Linked DNA regions of Ovis aries: region 1 is linked to region 2. The links are chromatin contacts, called in public Hi-C maps. All regions are on one chromosome and are shown on one strand. The core of a region is the stretch at or near the end of the contact, and the rest is flanking DNA. Distances in the headings are between cores, read along the strand shown. Region 1 overlaps FAM118A (family with sequence similarity 118 member A). Region 2 holds the start of NUP50 (nucleoporin 50).

Region 1 (7,226 bases), core at 1,163-3,662, 130 kb after region 2:
TAGATTTCACTGGAGGTTTACTTTCTATTAATAGAAGATCTTTTATTCCTCTTGGGATGGATAAATGCTGGTGGTTCAGCATGCCTTTAGCCTCTGTACTGGTACATTTTTACCATTATTGGCTTATTATTGAGTAACATGTCTCTTTGAGTTGTACAGCATGTCACATCCGATGGACAGACTGTTACGAACGCTTCAGCTGTTGGCAGTGTTCCTAGTAAAAGGTCAGGTGTATTTGTTTGCCATCTGAGCCGCACTGATGTTTGGAGAAAACTGGGACGAGTAATGTATCACGGTGATTGGTCTCTTGAAAGGGTTTTACGTCAGCCTTGGCCAGGTGAGAGGTAATGCGAGCCACGTCACAGGGCCGTGGGGAGCTCTGAATGAGATCGCGCTTGTAAGTGCTTAGTGTTTGCCCTTGGATCTATCGGCCGTAGAAGGTGTCAGTAATTCGCGCTGCTGTTTGAACTAAACGGTGACCTGTACGTTTTTCGTTAGTGGTGGCTTTTGTTGTTTTCTCGGTTTGAGCAGATGAGCCCAGGCTACTCTGGAGTTGCTTTCAAGAAGCAAACGAACACGTTTCGATCACTACAGAATAAGAATTTTTTTCTACAGTTTATGTTGACTGAATAAAAAGCGTTTGGTTAAGTAGCATGTTTTCAAATTGAGGTTTTGTATTTCCTGAAACGGGCGGGGGGGGGGGGGGGCGCGGAACAGCTCATCCTGGAGACCTCTGACTAGTAATGGCTAGGTCCAGTGGTCGGGTTTCACCAGAGTCCAGATTAGATGAGTATGTCGTTATGGAGAAGCAGTGCTAAAGTGAAAGCCTGCGGATGCTGAGGGAGAGAGCTGGCTGCCCGCATGGTGACGGTAGTAGATAAACGTCTTCAGGTCACGTGCCTTTCAGGTCCTTGGCTCGCTTAAAATCTTCAGGAGCATCCAGTCAGTGATGGGGATGACGGCATTCCCTTTTGACAGATTTGGAAACTGAGGTTCAGAGAGTGGTGGTGCTTCTGGTCTCCGGATCCTGTTTTCTCCACCGTGGCCCTGGGCATTGTGGTTTCAGGGCAGGCCTCTCCTTTGCAGTTCTGGAAGCTTGGTTTTTGTCCTTTTGCAGCTCGTTTTCAGCTCAGGTGAACCTAATTAGGCCAGCCAAACTCGTCACAAATAACCTCTGTCAGGCAGATTCCAGATAATTCATTAGTGCTTGAAAACTTCCTCCTGTTGCCCAGTGATTTCTGCTTCTGTGGCCCCCTCCCAGGTCAGCTGGGGGAACCAGATTGCTGCAAAAAAGGCAGTCTGTGGGAGTCAGGTTAGACTGAAGGGCCTGAGGATGCTAACGGCCAGGTGAGGCAGGTGCTCTGCCAGCAGCTGACGGGAAGGGCTTGCTTTGTGGCCGGAGGCCTGCGGACCCACCTGGGTGTAGTCACCGGGTTTGGCCTCCTGTAAGGACATTCCAGTCTTTAGGAACCACACAGGGATAACACTCAGGTGTCACTTCCAGGCCTGCTGTCCCCTGGGATGTTGAGGGTAAGAGCTTGCTGTGTTGCCTCTTCAGGCCTTCATCAGAGTCAAGTTGTTAGTAGTCAAAGGGGCGTGACTTTTTCCCACAAATTCTGGGGGCATCTTATTCCATCACCCTTTGGATTGGGAACATGAATTCAAAGCCAACATGTAGAGATTTTCATGAATATTTGTGATGTTCCGTCCCTTCCTGTGTAAGAGGAATGTATTCTGAGCACGTTTACCACATGCCCACTTATCTCTCTGCTCCTTTATACTGCTCAAGAGCCATGTGATAATTCATTTATAGAAAAAAATTGACTTTTGCTAAGGATATTTTTCATGATCCCACAGATTTGAAACTTCTGTTTCATGGTTTGTACTTGAGCGAAGGTGTAATTTGTCATAGAAAGTGATTTTAAGTTTTTTATTATGCTGCTTGTAATAAAGGGCTTCCCTGGGGGCTCAGTGGTAAACAATCTGCGTGCCAGTGCAGGAGACACAGTTCTGTCCCTGGGTCGGGAAGATCCCCTGGAGAATGGAATGGCAGCCCACCCCACTATTCTAGCCCGGAGAATCCCATGGATAGAGGAGCCTGGTGGGCTGCAGTCCATGGGGTCGCAGAGTCGGACACGACTGAGCGACTACAACAACAACTTGTAATAAAATACTGTCCTTGACAAGCATTTTCTCCCTCACCCTCAAAACTGTGACTCGTTCACTCACTGATTCATGCTTTTTCTTCATTTCTCTCTTTATCGTGATACTCTCGTCTTCTGCCCGTCCCTCTCCTCTTTCTGGTGATGTATGGAGTGTCTCAGGGGTCAGCACCTGGGCCAGGCTCAGCTGGACTCTGGCTGGCCCAGCTGGTGTTGCTCTCTATTGGTAGCTGTCCTGGAGGCTAGACCCGGTTGAACGAGGCTGAGTTCCACTCCAGGAGAGCAGGCTCCAGTGTCAGTGTGTTTATCACATACCTGCTTGCTTGTTTGCCGACATCCCGTTGGCCAAAGAAGTCATATGACCATCCCGGCGTCAGTGCGAGGGGCTGACTGTCCCAGGGCCAGGGGGCCAGGGGCACAGGGAGGGGAGGGCTTCACTCGGCACGTGGAGTTAGGGGGCTGGGAAGCCGGGCTGCTTTGCTGGCTCCGAGGAGCTAGTTTGGTGTGTGTGGTTTGCTGTGTTCTGTGTTAGATTCCGATGAACGTTTATTTAGGGTGGAGCATAGACATTCAGCGAGTAAGGTGGTCTCTGACTACTCTGCAGTTCATTCATAAAATGCTCATAATGTCAAATTTAAGCAGAAAATATCCTATTCAAACTTCTATTCATGACTTTGGATAAAAAGGACAGGAACTGCTTATACAGATCTGTGTTGGGGCTGGATTTGGCTCTCAGAAAACGCTGTTAGGTCCTTGAAAGAAGGAATGGGTTGCTATGATGACTGGGCATTGGGCCTGCAAACTGTGGTGACGACATGATCACCAGGGAAACCGAAAGATGCGGCTCCTGAAAGGTCTCTGGAGGCTTTGGAGGCTTTTGTTACCGTCGTAGTCTGGGAGCTGATGGGCTTAGAGAATGATGCTGGGGTTGGGGGAGGAGTGCCAGAGGCTCGCCGTCCTGTGGAGACTTCTAGGATCCGGGTATTCAGTGCTGCAGAGATCTCCTGCTTGGCCCTGGGTTTAAAAACAAGGCGAGATTGGGGTACTTTCTAAAGTCACTGTGGGGTTTGGCTCTGGTAATCATGCTGCTGAAAGAACAGGAAATGAGGTAATGTCTTTAAACATGTAGTGTTACAATGAACTGTGAATGTCTAAATATGGGCAGCTATGCAGTTCATCACTGCAGAGTTACTGTGTTGAGACTTAATGTGATCGGGTACTTCCTGTGTTGGCGGGTGTGATCCTTAAAGGTAGCTGGCAGCGTTTGAGTCTGGAGGCTCATCTGCCTGGACGTGCTGGGGAGCTGGCTCCAGGCCTGCATCACCTCCTCCTCCAGGAGGAGGGCGAGGTCTGAGCGCCTAAGCCAGCAGCCGGCCGCCCAGGAGCACCCGCCCTCGCCTGTTACCGAAGCACTCAGTGCCCGCAGCGATGGTTTGTTCTCTAGGGAAACTTGGAAATCACTTCATTTTGGAGTTAAGTCCAGCCCACAAAAGTGTGATTGGTTCGCACTCTTCTGCAGAAGTGCACCTGTAGCATTTAGGGTTTCAGTTTGCATATAAAGGAGCACCAAGAGCAGCTGAACAGTAATCGAAAGAACAGGAGATAGGTTTCTAGAGTTCTCCACAGTGGTGACAGTTTAGGGCATGTGACTTCTGCAGTCACTGGGCCCCCAGTGACTGTTCAGACAATATTCTAAACTGTCATGTAGAGCAGGGTGAGATAAAAGACTCCATCCCAGGTGCCAGTGAGCATCTCGGATTGACTCCTCTCGTAGGATGGAGCGGGAAGGACCCTGAGCTCCCTCCTGAGGGGGGAAGTTGGAAAGCCTTTGTGGTGCCCGAGCTCTCTGACTCGGGTTTGAGTCCTGAGCACTTTTTCTCTGAGAGGTTCCCGAGCTTGCAGAACTTGCTCTGTTAGCAAGGCTTCCTGTTGTGTAGCTGTTAACACTGAGGGCTGGTGAAGAGCTAGGCCAGTCACTGAAATCGCCAGGCTGGGGCCCAAGGTCGCTTATACTTAGGATTATCAGGCGCAGTGGGAAACCTCAGTATTTCCCCTTTCCTCAGAAAATATCCAGCAGCGAAAACAAAAACGGACCAAGCTGACCTTTGACGACTCGGGAGGAGTTAGGGCCCAGCAGCGCCCGGGCACGGGGGTGGGCGCCAGGGGGCAGCACTGAGCTCGCCCGCAGGCCCGCCCCAGCATCTGGGGAAGGCCCCTGGCGCCTGGGGAGGCCTGGCCCACTGGGCCCTCTACCCGGGGTGGGGGATGCCCACAGGGCCCTGCACAGGTCTGGGTCCATTTCAGGGGATATTCTTAGGATCCTCTTTAAAGTCTAACGATGCTCCTAGATTGATTAAGCCTTGTTTCCTTGAAAATCATTTTTAGTGGCCCAGTTCTGAATGAGGGGGGAGGAAAAAAGATCACGCATGTGGAAGGGTGGTTTTCAGGTAGTGCTAGTTGGGCTGTGCCCAGCAGGCACTTAGGCATTCTGTTGACCACTTTTCTGGAGAGCATTTTGGCAGCATGTGCTGAGATATTTTACAGGGTTCATACGCTGCAACTCAGCAATTCTGCTTGTCAGAAATCTGTCCTAAATAAATCATTTCAAAGTAGATAAAAGCTTTGTGTGCAGAGGTGGTTGTCGTAGAGCTCCAGCGATGTCCTGCCTTGGCGGGGAGGGGCAGGGTGGGTAAAGAGCCTGATGGCCTTGAAGTCGGATAGAGGTTGGCGCATGTTGCTGTAACACTTGTATTTAAGAACAGTTTTTTTTTTTCTTCTTTTTTTCCCCTTTAGTTTTTTCTCTTTATGTATAGTTTTGAGTAACATAAGGAAATGCTTTTCTTAAAATGCATGAAAAAGTAAGATATGACCTATGGTCTCGAACGATGTAAACATTTTAAAGTGAAAAATCTGGAGGGAACTATACAAATGCTTGCATGTAGGTAGTAGGATTATGGGTGTTTTAATCTTTATTTTTCTGTATATTTCCTTATTTACAGTAAATATTAGGTATAGAATTGGTGGAGGCAGTATGATTCTGGAAAGGTGTTAGAATACGGAGATTGTTTGGCAATAGAGACCTAGCTGGTTGGAGAGTCCTGTTTTATGTAAGTTAAGAGTTGACCTTGGACTCGGACTGTTCCTTTGGACTGGGTTTCAGTGTGGCCAGGCGTGTCCCCAGAAGTGGTCCTGGAGCAGAGTGGTGCAGGGACAGCGCAAAGCCCGGCCCTGGGCCGTCGCGCCGCCCCCTCCCCCGCACTCCCTGTCCTGTCTTCTCCCTCCAGAGTCGGGCTTCAGGGCGCCTGGCCTGATAAGTCACACAGTTAGGAGTGGGGGCTTAGGGGCCGTTTTGGATTGTGTGTTTGTATGTGACAGTTTTCAGTAATTCTGATTTAGAGAGAGCTCTGGGGCCCTTGATTTTAATTCCAGCCTCATCTCTCTTCCAGAGTACTGATGAAAGGACTTTCATCTGGGAAGTAGAAGTTGCCTCTGAATCCCTTTAGGACTCACAGATGGATTCAGTGGAAAAGACAACAAATAGAAGTGAACAGAAATCAAGGTGAATGACGCCGACTGCACCTTCACACGGGTGTACAGCCTCCGCCGCAAGTCTCATGTGTTGGTACCTGCGGGGCCCAGTAATACTGGGTCAGGAGATGGTCTCAGGGGCCTTTGCCTCAGTGTAAGAAACATCCCAGGAGACAGTTCTCTCTCTGCCCAAGGAAGCCACTGTCACCTGGCCTCCACACCAAGCCGCAGGGGATCAGAGTGTCACCTCTAAGGCTGGAGGTGTCGTGCTTTGCAGGAAAGAAATCTCTGACGATAAATGGGCAGGTGGTGCCTCCATGAAGTAACACAGGAGGAAGTGCTTGCTGGGGAGTGGGTCGTGGAGGACCTGCATTTTGCCAGGGATTTTCTTTCCTGTCCCTATAATCAGGGATCATTTATCGTCATAGTTTGTATTTACAAGCTCTTAGCAGTTTTAAAGAAATTTAAATTGCTGAGCTTCTTTGTTTACATACACACGTCAGTCTTATCAACACCGTGGAGGACTCGAGATGGACAAGACAGTACTGTCCCCACGTTCCTTACGGAATGCGGACTGAGCCAGTGAGATGGATGCGCAGAAAGGGAAATGGATATGAAGAGCAGCGTGCAGGCCCGTGTGGTCAGTGTGGGGGCGCGAGGCGTGTGTCCAGCACGGGCTGTGTTGGACCCGCCGCCGCACGGATGCTCGTGGGCTGCAGCGTCGCCCTCGCGGTGGCTGTGCTTCCATGCTGGCTTTCATTCTTCCCCTCTCTTCTTTTTAAGCAGAAAGTTTTTAAAAAGCCTCATCCGGAAACAGCCCCAGGAGCTGCTCCTGGTCATTGGGACAGGCGTCAGCGCGGCGGTGGCCCCAGGGATCCCCGCCCTGTGCTCCTGGAGGAGCTGCATCGAGGCCGTCATCGAGGCCGCTGAGCAGCTGGAGGTGCTGCACCCTGGGGACGTGGCCGAGTTCCGCAGAAAGGTGACCAAGGACGGGGACCTGCTGGTGGTCGCCCATGACCTCATCCGGAAGATGTCCCCGGTAAGTGCTTTCCAGGTCAGTGCTTCCGGACCCCCTGGGGCAGCTTGGCTCGGGGTCAGGCTGGTGAACCAGGAATCCAGGGCTTAAATGTCTCTATGAGTTGGGCTCACGAGCCAGAAGTCCTTCAGTTCATCAGAATCAGTTCAGTTCAGTTCAGTCGCTCAGAGAGTCATGTCCGACTCTTTGTGACCCCATGAATCGCAGCACACCAGGCCTCCCTGTCCATCACCAACTCCTGGAGTTCACTCAGACTCACATCCACCGAGTCAGTGATGCCATCCAGCCATCTCATCCTCGGTCGTCCCCTTCTCCTCCTGCCTTCAATCCCTCCCAGCATCAGAGTCTTTTCCAATGAGTCCACTCTTCACATGAGGTGGCCAAAGTACTGGAGCTTCAGCTTTAGCATCAGTCCTTACAAAGAACACCCAGGGCTGATCTCCTTCAGAATGGGCTGGTTGGACCTCCTTGCAGTCCAAGGCACTCTCAAGAGTCTTCTC
Region 2 (7,529 bases), core at 4,561-7,060:
TATGAAAAAGTATATGAGTACCTTTTGAAAATAAAGCTATGGATCTCGCTGATCAAAGCAGCTTGGTCTCCTCATGTCAATCATTTTCCTCCTCTTATTCTCTCTTTCAGGCTAGTTTCCATCTGGAGTACAGAGGTCCACCATGCCTACTTATTTGCCTGGGTTTCTAAGACCTGAAGGGGAAGGCGCCCTGCGCCTTCACTCCCTGGGGAGACCAGGAGAGCACCTGTGGCCTTACGTAGATGGTGCAAGTCTCTTGTCTTGAGACTTTATTGATTTTCTGTATAAACCAAAGAACATCAGCCTCTTTTCTTCTCTCCTCTATTTTCTTATCTATAACATTCTTTCCTTCTCTCTCTCTAAATCAATCACCGATGCCATTTCTCCTTCGGGTTTCCCTGAATCGTGCGGTCGCTGGACCCTGGCAACTACTGTGGGCAAGAATCCCTTAGAAGAAATGAGATAGCCATCAAAGTCAACAAGAGTCCAAAATGCAGTATTTGGAAGCAATCTCAAAAATGACAGAATGATCTGTTTGTTTCCAAGGCAAACCATTCAATATTACAGTAATCCAAGTCTATGCCTCAACCAGTAACGCTGAAGAAGCTGAACAGTTCTATGAAGACCTACAAGACCTTTTAGAATTAACCCAAAAAAGATGTCTTTTTCATTATAGGGGACTGGAATGCAAGAGTAGGAAGTCAAGAAATACCTGGAGTAACAGCAAATTTGGCCTTGGAGTACAGAATGAAGCAGGGCAAAGGCTAATAGTTTTGCCAAGAGAACACACTGGTCATAGCAAACACCCTTTTCCAACAATACAAGAGAAGACTCTACACATGGACATCACCAGATGGTAAATACCGAAATCAGATTGATTATATTCTTTGCAGCCGAAGATGGAGAAGCTCTAGACAGTCAGCAAAAACAAGACCGGGAGCTGACTATGGCTCAGATCATGAACTTCTTATTGCCAAATTCAGACTTAAACTGAAGAAAGTAGGAAAACCGCTAGACCATTCAGGTATGACCTAAATAAAATCTCTTACCATTATACAGTGGAAGTGACAAATAGATTCAAGGGATTAGATCTGATATACAGAGTGCCTGAAAAACTATGGATGGAGGTTCGTGACACTGTACAGGAGGCAGTGATCAAGACCATCCCCAAGAAAAAGAAATGCAAAAAGGCAAAATGGTTGTCTGAGGAGGCCTTACAAATAACTGAAAAGAAGAGAAGCTAAAGGCAAAGGAGAAAAGGAAAGATATAAGCATCTGAATGCAGAGTTCCAAAGAATAGCAAGGAGAGATAAGAAAGCCTTCCTCAGTGATCAATGCAAAGAAATAGAGGAAAACAACAGAATGGGAAAGACTAGAGATCTCTTCAAGAAAATTAGAGCTAGCAAGGCAACATGTCATGCAAAGATGGGCTCGACAAAGGACAGAAATGGTATGGACCTAACAGAAGCAGAAGATATTAAGAAGAGGTGGAAACAATACACGGAAGAACTGTACAAAAAAGATCTTCATGACCCAGATAATCACGATGGTGTGCTCACTCACCTAGAGACAGACATTCTGGAATGCAAAGTCAGGCGAGATTTAGGAAGCATCACTACGAACAAAGCTAATAGAGGTGATGAAACTCCAGTTGAGCTATTTCAAATCCTAAAAGATGATGCTGTGTAAATGCTGCACTCAATATGCCAGCAAATTTGGAAAACTCAGCAGTGGCCACAGGACTGGAAAAGGTCAGTTTTCATTCCAATCCCAAAGAAAGGTTAATGCCAAAGAATTCTCAAACTATCACACAATTGCACACATCTCACACGCTAGCAAAGTAATGCTCAAAATTCTCCAAGCCAGGCTTCAGCAGTATGTGAACCATGAACTTCCAGATGTTCAAGCTGGATTTAGAAAAGGCAGAGGAACCAGAGATCAAATTGCCAACATCCGCTGGATCATTGAAAAAGCGAGTTCCATAAAAACATCTATTTCTGCTTTATTGACTATGCCAAAGCCTTTGACTGTGTGGATCACAATAAACTGTGGAAAATTCTGAAAGAGATGGGAATACCAAATCACCTGACCTCCCTCTTGAGAAATCTGTATGCAGGTAAGGAAGCAACAGTTAGAACTGGACATGGAACAACAGACTGGTTCCAAATAGGGAAAGGAGTACATCAAGGCTGTATATTGTTACCCTGCTTATTTAACATATACGCAGAGTACATATGAGAAATGCTGGACTGGATGAAGCACAAGCTGGAATTGAGATTGCCGGGAGAAATATCAATAACCTCAGATATGCAGATGACACCACCTTTATGGAAGAAAGTAAAGAACCAAAGAGCTCCTTGGTGATAGAGAGTGAAAAAGTTGGCTTAAAACTCAACATTCAGAAAACTAAGATCATGACATGTGGTCATCACTTCATGGCAAATAGATGAGGAAACAGTGGAAACAGTGAGACTTTGTTGTTTGGAGCTCCAAAATCACTGCAGGTGGTGACTGCAGCCATGAAAGTAAGACGCTTGCTCCTTGCAAGAAAAGTTGACCAACCTAGACAGCATATTAAAAAGCAGAGATATTTCTTTGCCAACAAAGGTCCGTCTAGTCCAGGCTATGGTTTTTCCAGTAGTCATGTATGGATGTGAGACTTGGACTATAAAGAAAGCTGAGCACCAAGGAATTGATGTTTTTGAACTGTGGTGTTGAAGACTCTTGAGAGTCCCTTGGACAGCAAGGAGATCCAACCAGTCCATCATTGGAAGGACTGATGCTGAAGCTGAAACTCCATACTTTGGCCACCTGATGTGAAGAACTGACTCATTGGAAAAGATCCTGATGCTGGGAAAGACTGAAGGCAGGAGGAGAAGGGGATGACAGAGGATAAGATGGTTGGATGGCATCATCAACTCAATGGACGAGTTTGAGTGAAGTCTGGTAGCTGGTGATGGACGGGGAAGCCTGGTGTGCTGCAGTCCATGGGGTCACAGAGTCAGACACGACTGAGCAACTGAACTGAACGTGTAATCCTTGTATCTAGATAAGCAGTCTTTACACACCAGTCCATGAATAGGCTTTCAGGAATGGTTCATAAACATCCTGAAATTATATGCAGATTGGTTCCCTACATGATGATGTTCTTGCGTGCTCAATGTGCAACTCTTTGCAACCTTATGGACTGTAGCCTGCCAGGCTCCTCGGTTCCTCGGATTTTTCCAGACAAGTATACTGGAGTGGGTTGCCATTTCCTTCTCCAAGGGATCTTTCCAACCCAGGGACAGAGTCCACATCTCCAGCATTGCAGGTGAATTCTTTACTGCTGAGCCACTAGGGACGACATAGATCAAGATGTGGTGTACACACACACACACACACACACACACACACACACACCATGGAGTATTACTCAGCCATAAAAAGGAACGGATGCCATGTGCAGCAACATGGATGGACCTAGAAATTATCCTACTGAGGTAAGCCAGCTAAAGACAAATATGATATTGCTTATATACGGAATCTAAAAAAGTGATACAAATTAACTTCTTACAAAACAGAAATAGACTCACAGACATAGGAAACAAACCAGGGTTAGGAAGGGGAGATGTGGGGGTGGGGCATAAATTAGGAGTTTGTGATTAACATATACACAGCACTGCTATACACAAAATAACCAACTAAGGACTTACTGTATAGCACAGGGAACTATGCATACATTTAAAAAGCATTCTTGATAGATTACATAAAAGGACAATTTTTTTAAAAGCATTTATTGATCTGATTGCTCCCAGAGGTGGAAATACTCTACAACTCAGAAATCATATTAGTGTTTAGTACCAGAAACTGTAAGAAAACACTTCAATTCAAACCCAACATTTCTACAGCTTTGCTTTCTTCACGGCTCTATTCTTCAAGACTTCCTCAGTGGCCGCCAAGAACGTTCCCACCTCTTGATTCTGCGTGAACGCATGCTAACTTTCTTTGCGCTTTCAAGTGTGGACTAAAACATATAGCCACACCCTGAAAGCAGACAGTTATTTTATTTGGTGGGATGTTTCGGACTCCCAGCCCAGGAGACAGCATCTCAATAGCTCTCAGACAACTGCTCCCAAGAGGCAGGAGGGAAAGTCAGGCTATACACAAGTTTGCAACAAAAGGAGCAGGCAAGTCTGAACATCAAAGACCAGGTATCACTGAATTCACTCCCTTCATAAGCACCTCAGCCATCTGGAACCAATCCTGTTTCCTCATTCACTTTGTTTCTTATACTTCTTGTTTATTAATAACGCAGGAGATGTTTTCATTTCACACATTTCGTGTCCAACTCTCTGCGATTCCCCTAGAATTCTCCAGGCCAGAATACTGGAGTGGGTAGCCTTTCCCTTCTCCAGAGGATGTTCCCAACCCAGGGATGGAAGCCTGGTCTCCAGCACTGCAGGCAGATTCTTTAAAAGCTGAGTCACCAGGAAAGGCCAAGAATAGTGGAGTGAGTAGCCTATCCCTTCTCTAGGGGATCTTCCCAACTCCAGAATCCAACTGGGGTCTCCCTCATTGCAGGCAGATTCTTTGCCAGCTGAGCTACCAAGGAAGCCGGTATTTCACACAAGTAAATCATAAACCCTGCCTGGAGGAAAAAATAAGGTTAAGAACCATGGTTCATAAGAACGTTCCTTTTCTGAAGCAATTTTTGCTGACTAGTAACGGATCTAATTCCCATAGCGACCTATTAACTGTAAGGCAAGGAGCGTTTAAATTGCTTTGTACAAATTTATTCATTCTCTCACAGCTCTGTTTGGAGAAGGTAATGGCAACCCACTCCACTATTCTCGCTTGGAGAATCCCAGGGACAGAGGAGCTTGGTGCGCTGTCGTCTCTGGGGTCTGTTGGTAAAGTATCCGCCTGCAACGCAGGAGACCCATTTCGATTTCTGGACTCTATCGTCCATGGGGTCGCAAAGAGTTGGATACGACTGAGCGACTTTCACTTCATTACTGTACATGGTACCGCACTACTCAGGCAAAAGCATACGAATACACCTCTTGACCCTGGACAGTCGTATCTGTCCCACAGTTTAAAAAAACGCGTTTGCAGACGTCATCTTCGTTGATACCGACTAGCGGTGCAAAACGGCAAGTCCCTTCGCCTCTATGGCACCCACCGCGGAAAGGAAATACAAGCTGGCCGCGGAACAGAGGACGTCCGCTTCTCTCGTCCACGCCCGCGACCTTCCCTCCCGGGCTCCGCGAGTCCCAGACCTTCCGAGCATCCGCGGCCGGCGCGACGCAGGCACGTGGGGCAGCTCTCGTCCACGGCTGAGGCACCGAGCTCCCGAAGTGACGCTACCCGAGTTCACTCAAGCCTCCGGGGGACACGACCGCTCCCTTCTCCGAGCTCCAGCATCCCACCCGCACACCACGAGCGCCCGCCACGCGCCCCTACAGCCTCCGCTCTCCCACGCGCCTCCGGAACCCCGGCCGCGCCCACAACCAGCAGCCAACCGCGCGCGACCGCCTCCAACGCGGACGGCGCCCACACGCGGCCGACGCGCACAAGCCCCGCCCCCCGGGGCGGACTTCCTGCCGGAGCCAGAGCGTGGGTTGTGCGCTTGCGCGCGCGCATGCGAAAGACGGGGAACGCGCCTTCGGCGACGGTTTTTTTCCAAAGCAGTTGGGCGCATGCGCTGCGAGAGGCCCGGCCGCTGCCGTGGGTAGTGCTGCCAACCGAGGCTCCGGCGCGCTTGCGCAGTAGCTGGACGCGGGCGTTTCTTTCCTCCCTTTTTTTTTTCGAATTGATCGGGAGGGCTCGATTCGAGTTACAAAATGGCGGCCTGAGGTGTGTGGGGCCCTGTTCTCTCAGCCGTCTCCTGCTGAACGGACGGCTTACCTCCCCTCACTGCTCAACGCAGAGAAACGAGAGCCCCCCAACCCCGAAGGACATGCTGTTTGAGACTCAGGGGTTGCCGATCACCGAATCCTTCGAGGCTCTCAGCACACCAGAAACGACCGCGCGCCGCTTCAGACCCGAGTGCCGCGGCCGCCACCTCGCACCTGCTCGCCGCTGCGCACCCCGGCTTCGCCGCGCCCGCAACCCAGCGAGGGCCGCCGCAGCCACCGGAGAGGTGAGGGGCGGGCCGACTGGGCGGCACGGAAGGGGCGGGCGCCGGGTCTAAGAGAAGGAAGCCGGGCTCCGGGTGCCGGACCCGGGCCTGAAACGAGGAGCCCGAGGAGGGTGGAGCGCGGTGCGGGGCGCCGGCTGGGGACGCGGCGCTCGAGGGAGCGGAGGAGGGTGGGGCGCGGTGTCGGCCGCGACGCACCCCGGCGGGGTGTTTGTGAGGCCGGGCTCGGGGCCGGCCTGTCGGGGCTGCGGTGTCCGACTTGGGGACGGCCGGGCCCGGGCGCGGGGCCCCTGCGGCCCCGGCGGAGGCGGGAGCCGGAGAGGCGAGGGGCCGTCCTGGCTCGGTGTGTTCCCTCGCGCTTCTTTCCGGTGCTCGTCTCGCTGCGCTCCTTCCACCACCCTCCTCCTGTACTGCAGCCACAGGCCCCTGATCACTTGACTCCGTTCGATTAAGAAGCAATGTTCGAGGATTCCGTTTTCCCCGAGCGTTTCAGTCTCCGGGGGCCGGCCCCAGGTTCCATTTTTCCTCCGGGGATCACGGTGTCAAGTATGTTCCAATCTGTTCCCGTCTTAGAGTAGACCGACGTGGACCGAAGTCACCCCAAGGTGGGGCAGCCCGCGGTGGCAGAGATCACAGAATTCCCTGAGCAGGCACGCATGAAGTTTCCCCAGTTACCGAAAGTTTTCGATTTTCCTGTCCCGAGGTATGCCTCATACCCAGTAATCATGTCATGATTTGGTGCCTCCTAAACCACAAGCCCACATTTTTTTTTTTTTACGTTCTTAGATCTTAACACTGAAAGACTGGAGGTGCCAGGCTTTGTTCTAAGTACGTTACCGGCACTTTTCCCCTTTTTCAAAGAAATGTGATTGTCTGAAGTACCATGCTTTGAAATAAAACATGGATTTGGTAAAGTCTTGTTTAGAGCCCGGTTCATAATTCAAGTTAATTTTGTTTTTCCACACTGCAACCTTCAAGTTAGGGAGGGAAGGTATTTTAGAGCCTTTGTTTCTGACAGAGCTTTTCTCTTTGAAAAGATATATTGAGTCCTACCTCGGTTCCAGCCACTCCTCTAAGCTAAGCTTTTTGTTTATAAATTTCACAGCACCTCCCTGTTGTGAAGTAAAGAAATGGAGGCACAAAAATGAAATAATTTGCCCAAGGTCTTCAACAACACCATGGCAAAACTGGATGCTAACATTTTGTAGTTTTCTCAATTTTGCAGTGTCCCAGATCTCTGATTCTAGATCGTCTATTGTGGAGGGGGGCGGGTTTTGAGGTACCTGAGTGAGTGAAACAAAGATACCTGCCCTCTGGTTATTCTTTGATTTGATAAAAATGGAGATTGGATAAATATGGAATAGGAAATGAATTGGCTGTGTTAATTTAGGTTCTTTGACTATGCCGG

The links. A called contact is a pair of places that touch in the nucleus more often than the background predicts.
Region 1: a contact with region 2 is called in a Hi-C map of liver, with 2.0 times the contacts expected there. The contact joins the enhancer-like site here to the promoter of NUP50 in region 2. A contact is called at or near these places in 3 of 16 Hi-C or Micro-C datasets (blood, hypothalamus and liver).

What each region holds. Positions count from the first base shown.
Region 1 is chr3:221,610,644-221,617,869 of ARS-UI_Ramb_v3.0, forward strand. It overlaps FAM118A (family with sequence similarity 118 member A), which reads left to right. Exons shown (of 10, transcript XR_006059502.2): 2 at 5,609-5,721; 3 at 6,474-6,729. Among named protein-coding and RNA genes, the nearest start is that of FAM118A, 7.3 kb to the left of the region's middle. Within about 2 kb of position 2,413, at least 33 of the 54 cell types and tissues checked have an H3K27ac peak or open chromatin away from gene starts, as enhancers often do. A contact at or near this core is called in hypothalamus and liver, where this site is marked.
Region 2 is chr3:221,477,213-221,484,741 of ARS-UI_Ramb_v3.0, forward strand. NUP50 (nucleoporin 50) reads left to right here and starts at 5,811. Exons shown (of 9, transcript XM_042247872.1): 1 at 5,811-6,124; 2 at 6,695-6,824. The coding sequence starts at 6,778.